Linked DNA regions of Bicyclus anynana: region 1 is linked to region 2. The links are chromatin contacts, called in public Hi-C maps. All regions are on one chromosome and are shown on one strand. Each heading gives the region's core, a stretch centred on a gene start, on an enhancer-like site or on the middle of the called end of the contact. The rest is flanking DNA. Distances are from core to core; before and after follow the strand shown.

The links. A called contact is a pair of places that touch in the nucleus more often than the background predicts.
Region 1: a contact with region 2 is called in a Hi-C map of whole body, with 1.4 times the contacts expected there. The contact joins two enhancer-like sites. A contact is called at or near these places in 2 of 2 Hi-C or Micro-C datasets (whole body and whole larva).

What each region holds. Positions count from the first base shown.
Region 1 is chr15:16,017,028-16,022,238 of ilBicAnyn1.1, reverse strand. The region is part of intron 1 of LOC112052803 (E3 ubiquitin-protein ligase ZNRF1); the gene reads right to left. Among protein-coding and RNA genes, the nearest start is that of LOC128198786, 15 kb to the left of the region's middle. Within about 2 kb of position 3,093, at least 8 of the 8 cell types and tissues checked have open chromatin away from gene starts, as enhancers often do.
Region 2 is chr15:15,973,291-15,978,319 of ilBicAnyn1.1, reverse strand. The region is part of intron 1 of LOC112052803 (E3 ubiquitin-protein ligase ZNRF1); the gene reads right to left. Among protein-coding and RNA genes, the nearest start is that of LOC128198785, 9.8 kb to the right of the region's middle. Within about 2 kb of position 3,194, at least 8 of the 8 cell types and tissues checked have open chromatin away from gene starts, as enhancers often do.

The DNA of each region.
Region 1 (5,211 bases), core at 1,844-4,343, 44 kb before region 2:
GATACCTAACTCACTGACGTCCTGCTGAAAGTACTGAAATTAGCTAACAACTTTGAACACTGAATAGTGCCGATTTGATATAACTTACGGATTTGTAGAATTAATAAATTTAAACACTTTGTATCTTAGTCTGATTTCCACGTTGACGAAGTCTGATCGAGAATCCCCTAATTTTTGCCCTACAATAAAATAGACGAGAAACTAGCTAGCTAGTTCTCTAGTAGACTGAGTGAGGGAGAAAAAGCTAGCTACTCGTATGTATCCAAAAAGTCCAGAAATGGCTGAATGATAATTATGATTGTATGTGTTCTCAGAAAATTAAGAATTTAATTGAAGTATCGTCAATAATCTTCAAGCCACCAAAAATACACCAAGTGTCTAATTTATAATATTAACGTGTGGTACGAGTACATGGATCATTGTAACACGAGGGGCCAAAACAAAAGTTGCAGTTAGTTTAGGAAACAAAGTTATAACATCGCGGGTTGTTTACTGAATTATAAAGTTGGTACGAGTCTTACCACGGGAGTTGTGGGGATCAGATTACATGTAACAAAAATTACACACTTCAGAAGTTAAAGTAAATAAATACAACTTTTCAAAAGGTATTATGATTACATACAATGCTGTTGCCTTCGAGAAAAACAGTTTCTGTAATTTATTGTGTCTAGTGAGGTTATGCAAAGGTAATAATCTAGAATCTATTAATAATCTATAATTTAACACGAATGACACAACACGGCTATCAGTCATTTAATTTTGTAACTCTACAACAATCAGGTTCTACATGAGAAGAGCTGGCAAGAAACTATTGTGAATTGTTCTCGTGAAAAGACGAATCCGATCTAAATGCCACAGTTATTCCCATCTTCTCTGCAGAGAGGTTAGGCCGTAAATTTCCAAAAAGAACATAAGGCCATTAAAATAGGCTGACGCTGATCTTTGATATTAAGAAATTCATCAAAGACTTGATACATCTTCATTTTTATCACTACGTATCTTTGTGTAATGAATCAGATGAGTTTACATAAGTAATTATGTATCATAATGATCATTATGTGTAGTGTTTAGTGTGTAGTGTGTATTAATTAGAAGCGTGTACTGCGTTAGTTTACCGTCAAGCCACTAATTGGAGGAGGCGCTAACTGGCGCTGATTGGCACACGAATGTATCCATTACATGTGGGAACACACTTTGTAACAGACATGATGTATAATGGAACCGAGAGGTCCTTTAATCATTACGAGTCTGGCGTGAATAGCGTGGCCCCACGTCAAGCCTTTAACGGGACTGTCCTGATTTTAAAACGTCCCAAGAAAAGGTCCCGCCTGGACTAAAATAAATATTGCACAAAACTACACTTACCCATTACGGGTCTTGACAGACTGACCGTTCCGATATCCTGCTGGTAAATGCATGCATTTTGTTTGGAATGTCAAGCCTTAATGACTCAATGGTTAATAAGCAGAATATTAAATGTTCTAAACCCGTCTGTTGAACTATTGTTGTACCTGCTCAACACTGGCTCATTAGTTACTTGGCGAATTAAAATAATTAAATGAAATTCATTGAAAATAATAAGTCGACAAAGTGGCAAATTAAATTAAAGGTCAAATTTTACACAAAATAGAACCACTAGATATAATATAATATCGCTATAGCAGTGAAAACCGAGGCTCGAACACAATCTCTCGGGACTTTAATTATTTGGAAGACTATAATATTACGTAAATAATAACCGGCACAGTAATAACAAGATCACGTCTTTGTGCGGCCTTTTGTGAACTTACCAAGCCTTCCGATCAATCATTAACTTAATGAAAACAGCGTTACAAAGGAAACTAAAGTAATTAGATAGAATCTTCAAGTACAAGTCTACATCAATAAAAAAAAGACATTTACACAAACATTAGTTGATAGAACTAATAGATAGCCTATCTGATACTAAAATAATAACAATAGCTAGGAACTATTATAACAGAGAGTTGACCAGCGCCAGAACACCGAAGGCTTTGCCTTTTCACTAATATTTAGTGAAATACTAGCGCCTATGAACAGAACTACATTTCGTAGGGCTTGTAAGGAATACGTCCAACAAACTGCAACCAGTTCATCAACTGCGTTCTCAGCAATGCTGTTTGGCGACAGAATAGGCACAGCGGTAGTGTTTCCGACGAACTCTGTTACATTAGGCTTTAGTACTACTAACGAAAGCTACGGTGTCAACTCAAGACTCATATGCCTGTAATTTAACATATCAGAAGGAACCACAGCGAAGATGCGTACAGCAGAAATATGCCTGGCGGTACTATGGTATATGTCGATTCTTGTGTCTCATGTAGAAACATGAGACACAAGAATCGACAGCATCTAGGCATCATTTACAGTAGGTATTCGTACAGCGACTTGCATATACAAGAGTAATATTCCATTAATTTCAAAAGTTAATACTTGATGTAAGCGCTCCAAGTACATGGAATTATTGCATTTGAATTTCAAAATAAGTTTTTATGGATACTATAAAATACAATAATGATAACAATCGCAGTCGTAAATTGAGGATTTGAGGATTTTGACGTCAAACTGCAGCAGTCATGTATTTTTCATTTCATTTCAATATTTCATATTGTAATCAAATAATTGAATAAATGAATTAATCAGTTCACACGCGTTTACTCATCCAATGTTACAAATGAAATTGATAGATTAAAATTTTTATCGGAAAATTAAATTACATTTCACATTTTCATCGTTTCAGTGTCCACACATGCGGAATTTAATAACGCACTGCAAACATCGCTCATAAAAAGAGGAAAACCTATGAAGAGAATGTTGAATATTGCACGAATAAAAAAAAATACCTTTTGCCTCATGAAATATTATAAAAACCGTTTTAATGAAAGCAAATTTCTCGAGTTTAATACCACTGAATTTCAGCCACCCAGTCGGTATCTAGCGGCGTTAATTGAACAGTGTTTTCGAGAATATAATAATTGTAACACTCATGTATGTTCAGGATTAGTATTAGATACTACGGTTGTCGGATTACATTTGGATATACCGTCATATATGGTTAAAACCGTCGGACTGCGATCCGTACGGCAGCCATGGATGCGACCGGCCACGGCCAGGGCCCGGCGCCGACTGGCGGCTCGCCGGTTTCAGGCTGGGTGGCGGCTGAAGTCGGGGAAACAGACAATAGGGAAAACAGCATAATATATTTCTCTAAAGGTAGGAACACACTGGGTGCATTTCGCTCGACAAACAGTTGCATTCGGATGATCACAGTTTTGCGTGAACTATATTTTAACAATGACGTATAAGGATCTCACATGCGTTTTCTATTGGATTCAACATTACAGAATGAAACATTATTTCTTAATCTATCACAATAAAATTATTAACAAATCAATACTTAGGTATGTCAAACGCTAAGTTAAGAAGTTGTTTGCTATCATTTGATTGATGTATTCACTTATTAGTAAAATATGTTGTTGAAATCGTAAAATACTGGACGAACTAAAGCTTAACTTTCATTCTTCAAATAACGAAAAATATTTGCAATAAGGGAAGTGGAAGTTACCGCAATAACTATTCCGATTTCAAAGTTAATAATACGTGTGGCTGTTATTTATAAACACAATCCGTCATCGCGTATAATCATGATTGCAGACACGTTTGCTTATCTAACAAAAAAAAAAGAATATTATATGTATATTATGCTATTATCTAAAAACTTCAAAATCATATACGATGTTCCTCGATTGTTTGTCTATTATTAACAGATGGACTATTATTATTATTTATCTTCATAGCTTTACAAAATTTATTGATTTGTTGTACAAATTTGATAAAAAAAAGCGTTTAGCTTGGCGACATGTCGCAAGTGCGATTTTATCCTAATCGAAAATAATAGAAGTCCGGCATTACATCCGGGGACATTACCCGAGGAACTATCGATATTCCATTACCTATTAAATTGAATTTTTACATCAATAATGACGCAGGCAGGGCAGTCGACATTTATAGACAAAGAGTTATGCAGAATACGTAGCTCATGACATATTTGCTTATTCACTTTTGTCTTGTTGGTAAATTGAGACTTGAAAGATACAAGGAATATGTTTTGCTTGTTACTTCAAGACGACTCTCAGTTTTATTCAAATATCAAAAAATAATTTTATAGGAGTATATTATACAAATAATATTCAACAGTATCTAGTTTGTTTTTTAATCTGCAACGATATTTCGGCAGTAAAACGTCATAAAAATACACCAAATATCAGATATAAAAACAAGTTGTAATAATACTGAAGTTCTGACGAGTCGATCCTTGTGTCTTGACCAAAACAAAATAAAAACTGTGTCGTTAGTCTAGTTACTAATGGTAGGTACCTAACCTTATGCGGTTTCGTATTGTCAGGTCCCAAGCCGAGCTATGAAATATTGAGTTCTAGAAATTGTCAGTAACAGCCCAGAGTTGGGAAGTTTGTGGTGTCACCCACACCCTCGGGCTCCGGAGAGCACGTTAAGACTTGTCCATTATCATAAACAGTTGATAGTTGTCGTTACAGATTCAAACAATATCACCCCACCTTAAGCTCATCAACCCTAGCGGCGTGGTAGGTCTAAACTCCGAATCGTCACTTCTAAAAAAGCGCCGTCTTTTTTTTTTAAAGAAGATATCTTTTTTTTTCAATATGACCAATATTCTCGTTCCCCTTCTTTGTTATGAGATAATAGTCCAGCGGTCGGCGACCGAACCCACGGCCTCTGGCTCCAATTCCGCGATTAGCTGGCAAACCAGCACGCTCTCGTGTCCCGACAAGGCGGAGCAGCTTGGCAACGCGCTGGTAATCAAAACATCAGTTAGCTCTATTTCGGGACAAGTGACGTCACGCGGTTAGCGCGCCGCACAAACACCGCGCCGCCGACTCACACCAACCAACCGGCCGCGCAACCATACTAACATTGTTACATTTCATTTTTATTGAGATCATTCATCATCATCAGCTTATTTACAATGGTCCACTAGGCACACGGCTTATGCCTTCACTGTCCTGAATTTGCAGGAACCTAGACCCGCCACTCCTGAAGTTACAGGAATTCATGTGGAAAACATGTGCTATGTCGATCAAACTGTCAACCCTATTTTTACACTGTAGTTAAAAATAAGTACTTTTAACCCAAGAAGAAGGAATTCTTCCAAAA
Region 2 (5,029 bases), core at 1,945-4,444:
AAACTGATGAATTAAAATTAACATCGAACAACGTGAATGTTTAATTAGAAGTTATTTCATAGTGTAAAAGTAAAACACCAAAACAAACTAATAATTTGTATCGGTAGCTTATACGTTCAATAAGACTTATGTTCAGTGTTCACTATTTACTGTAACTACTACTGTACAAAGTTATGTATACACATGTAATGTAACTATGTACAATGTACATGTATCTAGTAGCAACAAATACGCATTTGAAGTGTTCGTCTGTGTCACTTCAAGTGGCAGCGATAAAAAGCTAAAACATTGGTAAGCCATTACGTAGCCGCTTGCAACACTCCATTCACAACCGCTTTATTTTTGTTCAATCCATTAATTGATTAATATTATGTCATAGTATTTAATAACATCTGTACGTCTGTGCGAATATCACGAGAATCTGCGACTGCCAGACCTTATTCTACATATAAAAGTTGAAAGTTTGACAACCTCTGCTCCTACCTTAGGTAGTATGGAATTCTTACCGTGGTGGCTTTATTTGGTATATTTACTTAAAATTAAAACATAGGCCTCTTTTACCCATCATTATACTATACTATTTGACCCGGCAAACGTTATGCCAAATTAAAAAAAAGAAAAATACTAAAATCTCGATTAAAAACGGGGGTGTTTTTGTGTAAATTACTTTACAATCTATTAGCCAACGTACCAAAAAGAAAATCACTAAAATCGGTCGAGCCGTTTTAATGATGCGACCACAAACATCGTGAGTACGGATTTATTAGATCATAACAAACGAGTTAAATTTAGGATTTTCCCTGTGGCAGAGACACTTTTTAGCGTCGGCTAGTTTGATTTTATTTGTTATTATTTTTCTTATCTATAAAATAAACAAATGAAGATTAATACCTACTGTTTGTTAAACTACAAATTTATTTTCCTTTTGTTTTGCAGTGGCTGTGACGAGTTTTACTGTTCTCTATAATTGTTTTTAAAGAAAAAGAAGTTTTTTTTCTCAAATTTTCATGTAAGTACTGAATATGGTAGTAAATTACATATAACGAGCATATTAATAACAGTTATTATTACGAATATGTATTGTATTCGATTCGGTGTATACTGCACAGTTGATTTGATTTCATAACAATGCATTGTCCTAACGAGTTGTTAACAAACGCACAATTGCATACGGCCGGCCCTAAACTACACAAGTAGATGCACACACAGAACAAATAATTACCGACCTATTACAATATTACCCACAATTGATAAAATTGTTGAAAAGTACATTTGTCAGCAATTACACGCATTTTATAAAGATCACAACGTATTATCTGATAAGCAATATGGTTTTCAGCAGAAAAAGAGCACATCGCAACTACTATCAGCATTTACAGATTCTGTCAATAAGCATTTAAATAACAAAAAACATGTCTTGGTTGTATATATAGACTACAGTAAAGCATTTGATATGCTTCGACACAACGTCCTACTTGAAAAACTACAAGATAATGGAATAAGGGGCCCACTTCTGAAATGGTGTCAAAATTACATGACTGACAGGTTGTATAGAGTGAAAATTGAAGAAACGTTAAGTAAAGATGTGACTGTAACACAGGGAACAGCACAAGGTTCGGTTATTGGCCCTTTGCATTTTTTAACGTATGTAAATGATCTTGCAAATAAAATTAAAACGTGCGAAATGTTTCAATTTGCTGATGATACTTGCTTAGTGTCCGCTCATCACGACATCCACGAAGCTATGTTCCAGCTTCAATCAGATTTTGATTCACTATTAAAATGGTCGCATGACGTTGGCCTAGTTATTAATGTTGATAAAACTAAAATGATGTACATTAGTTCGAGTCATAACAGATACAATGGTATTACAAAGCTTATAGCACATAGCCATCAATGTATGCATAAAAACGAGCAACATTTTACAAAACGGACATCTAATATTTGTAGTTGTGCTTCCGTTGAGACGGTCTCCAGTCAACGATACCTAGGATTAATTATCGATGATCGTCTTCAATGGAAAGAACACATTAATTATGTGTGCGATAAGCTTCGTGCTCTCCTGGCTAAACTATCATTGATCAATAACAAAGTTCCATTTTCCACCTTACTAATGATGTACAAAGCACTAGGTGAATCAATAATATCATATGGATTGAGTAGTTATGGTCTTACGTATAAAAGTAATATTAATCAAATATATCAACTTCAACTACGCCTTTTAAAAACCATTGTACCGAAAAAAATAAAACAACAATATAGAAATGATTATCATGTCTTATTTAATTACTGTAAATTAATGCCAATAGACGTAAAAACAAAATATTCCATAATAACAGAGCAGTACCTTCAAATAAAACCTAAACTGAAGGAAATTACATACAATAAACAACTAAGAAGTTCAAAAAAATGTAAATTGTATGTACCGAACTTCATAAATGGGTATGGTAAGAGAAGGCTGGAATATATTGTTCCGACAATCTTTAACGATTTTCCGGATGCGGTAAAGAATCTTCTAAAAGATACCAATATACTCACGAACGTACATAAGCGGAAACTAAAGAATTATTTTTTGGGACAGCCTGTGTAGCGTCGCAGCACCGGTTCACTCACACTTTTTTTCAACTACCCTATAATCATTATTCTTGGTATTTATCCTCTTCTGTTTGTTAATCTGTTTATTTATCCTCTTCTGTTTGTTAATAATGTTCTGTTTGTTCCTAAATATTGTATTTATTGTATGCAATAATAACCAGTGCACAGTAAAACTAACTGTGGTTTGTGTTGCACTATGGTTAGGCTTAATTTCAATGTGTTGTTTGTTAAATAATAATAAATAAATAAATAACACGAGCGCTGCACAACGCGAATTACAATCTGCACAGACAGATGCACAGATAAGTGCACAGGATAGAAGCGCTGCACTCCGCCGTTTCGCAACAACAACACATACCGATTTCCTTCCTCGCGTAATGCCTCTGCTCCCCGCTGTGGTTGGTCCCGAACGACTGACCCATGTTGAGCACTTTGCACAGAATCACTGGGTTTAGTGGAACTCCTGGTGAGTAGTCAGCTGATCGCTCGCGTTAAATGGACTGTTACTGCGCTTGCGCGGTGGCACGAGATACGTGCGCGTCGATAAACGCTCCCGATGATACTGAGTGAGCCGGCCACAGAGCAATACGCCGGGCCGGGTGACTGACTGCCGCCCGTCGGCGCCGGTGACCGATAACGTGCCTCTGTGTTGCGGTTAATCTGCACCACTCTGTTACGCACGCCTTGGGAAACTGCATCTCATACGCTAAATCTTCAGGGTTTCAACTATCCCCGTTACAAAACCATCACCATTATTAGCTCATTTTACCGGCTCACTGAAAGGTCAGGTTTTCCTCTCCGAAGAATAGTTGTATCCCATTTGGGGTCGATTCCGCTATTTTATTTATGCGACGATTCGCCTATAAAACGAGTGTTATTAGATTTTGAACTTTATTTCCATGGGATGTCAAAAATAAAATGGCACTAACAACGAAGTTGCCATGGAAATGAGCGATGTCACATCGCTGTAACTTTACAGAATGCAGCGGCTGACGGTTAAAGTTGATGTTTTGGTGAATACTATCTATAATATGACGGATTTTTTATTTCATTTAATTTCATATAATATGGCAACTCATTGTATGACGTCTTCCTTGCATTTCCCCTAAAAAGTTTTCATTTCCACACATATTTTTTGGATTTTTCACCAACAATAAAAAAGTACGCCGCAATAAAAATTAGGCTCTCTTCAGTATACGACATTTACCACTTTATAGCTACGACAAACTCCCCCTCGTCATAAAACGTTAAAATTTATGTAAAAATTTGGCTTGATAATTTTAAATTTTATACAGTGAAATAATTACTAATGAGTCATACAAATGCGGGGATCACTAGCGGGAACCCGCGAAACATTCCGACTTAAATAATATTATCTGGGATGACATTTTTTCCTTGCATTTTTGATAAAATAAATAACAGGTAATATGTTGTTCCAGATTCCAATTCTTTTAATAAGTATAGAGATATCACTTGTAATGTAACATAAACAGCAGACAGTAATTGTCCTATTTGATCGTATCTTTAGTCTATATCGAGTTGATAACACAACAACACAACACAATCTGAAGACGCTTTGTGCATGTAGGGCGTTGCGTTGCGCAGCACATCGTAACACAATGTGTTGTCTAGGTCAGGGGTGGCAAAACAATGGGAAAATATACAGCATCGAAAGTCTGTTTAACAAAACTATTTCGATTAAAAGTTAAGTAAGAGTATTGATTTTTTTATTCTTTATGCACCTCACCTCATTCAATGTTTAAAAATGGCGCTAATGACAGAAAAGTTAAGGAGTACTATGCCAACGATGAAATGGATGAAAGTAACATTAGAAGAAAGATGTTAAAGCTGCAAGAAGAAGAGGAGAGGAAGACCAAAGATGAGCCTTCTCTTCTTTGGCCTTCCTCTCCTCTTCTTGGAGTGTGCGAAAGAAGATATTATGTGTATGTATGTAGGAGTCGTGATAGCCCCGTGGATATGATATGCCTCCGATTCAGGGGGGTCTGGGTTCGAATCTTGTCCAGAGCATGCACCTTCAACTTTTCAATTGTGTGCATTTTATGAAACTAAATATCACGTGTCTCAAACGGTGAAAGAAAAACATCTTGAGGATGGTATGCAGATACCAGAGAATTTTCTAATTCTCTGCGTGTGTGAAGTCTGCTAATCCGCATTGGGCCAGCGTGGACTCGAGCTCAGCAGTGAGCCGAATATGGGTTGATAATGATGATGATGATGTAAAGTGTAAAAATTTACAAATTAAATGGAAGACGGTTTTGACCGTCTTCCACTTGGTAATTGCTCATTGATATTTATATGGTATTACAGGTAGATCAAATGATCTATAGCAACATATGAGTTCATAGGTTTCATTCAAGATTCGATGTGAGGAAAAAGGGTTATTCTAAGGATTCAACGCGGATGCTCGCTTACG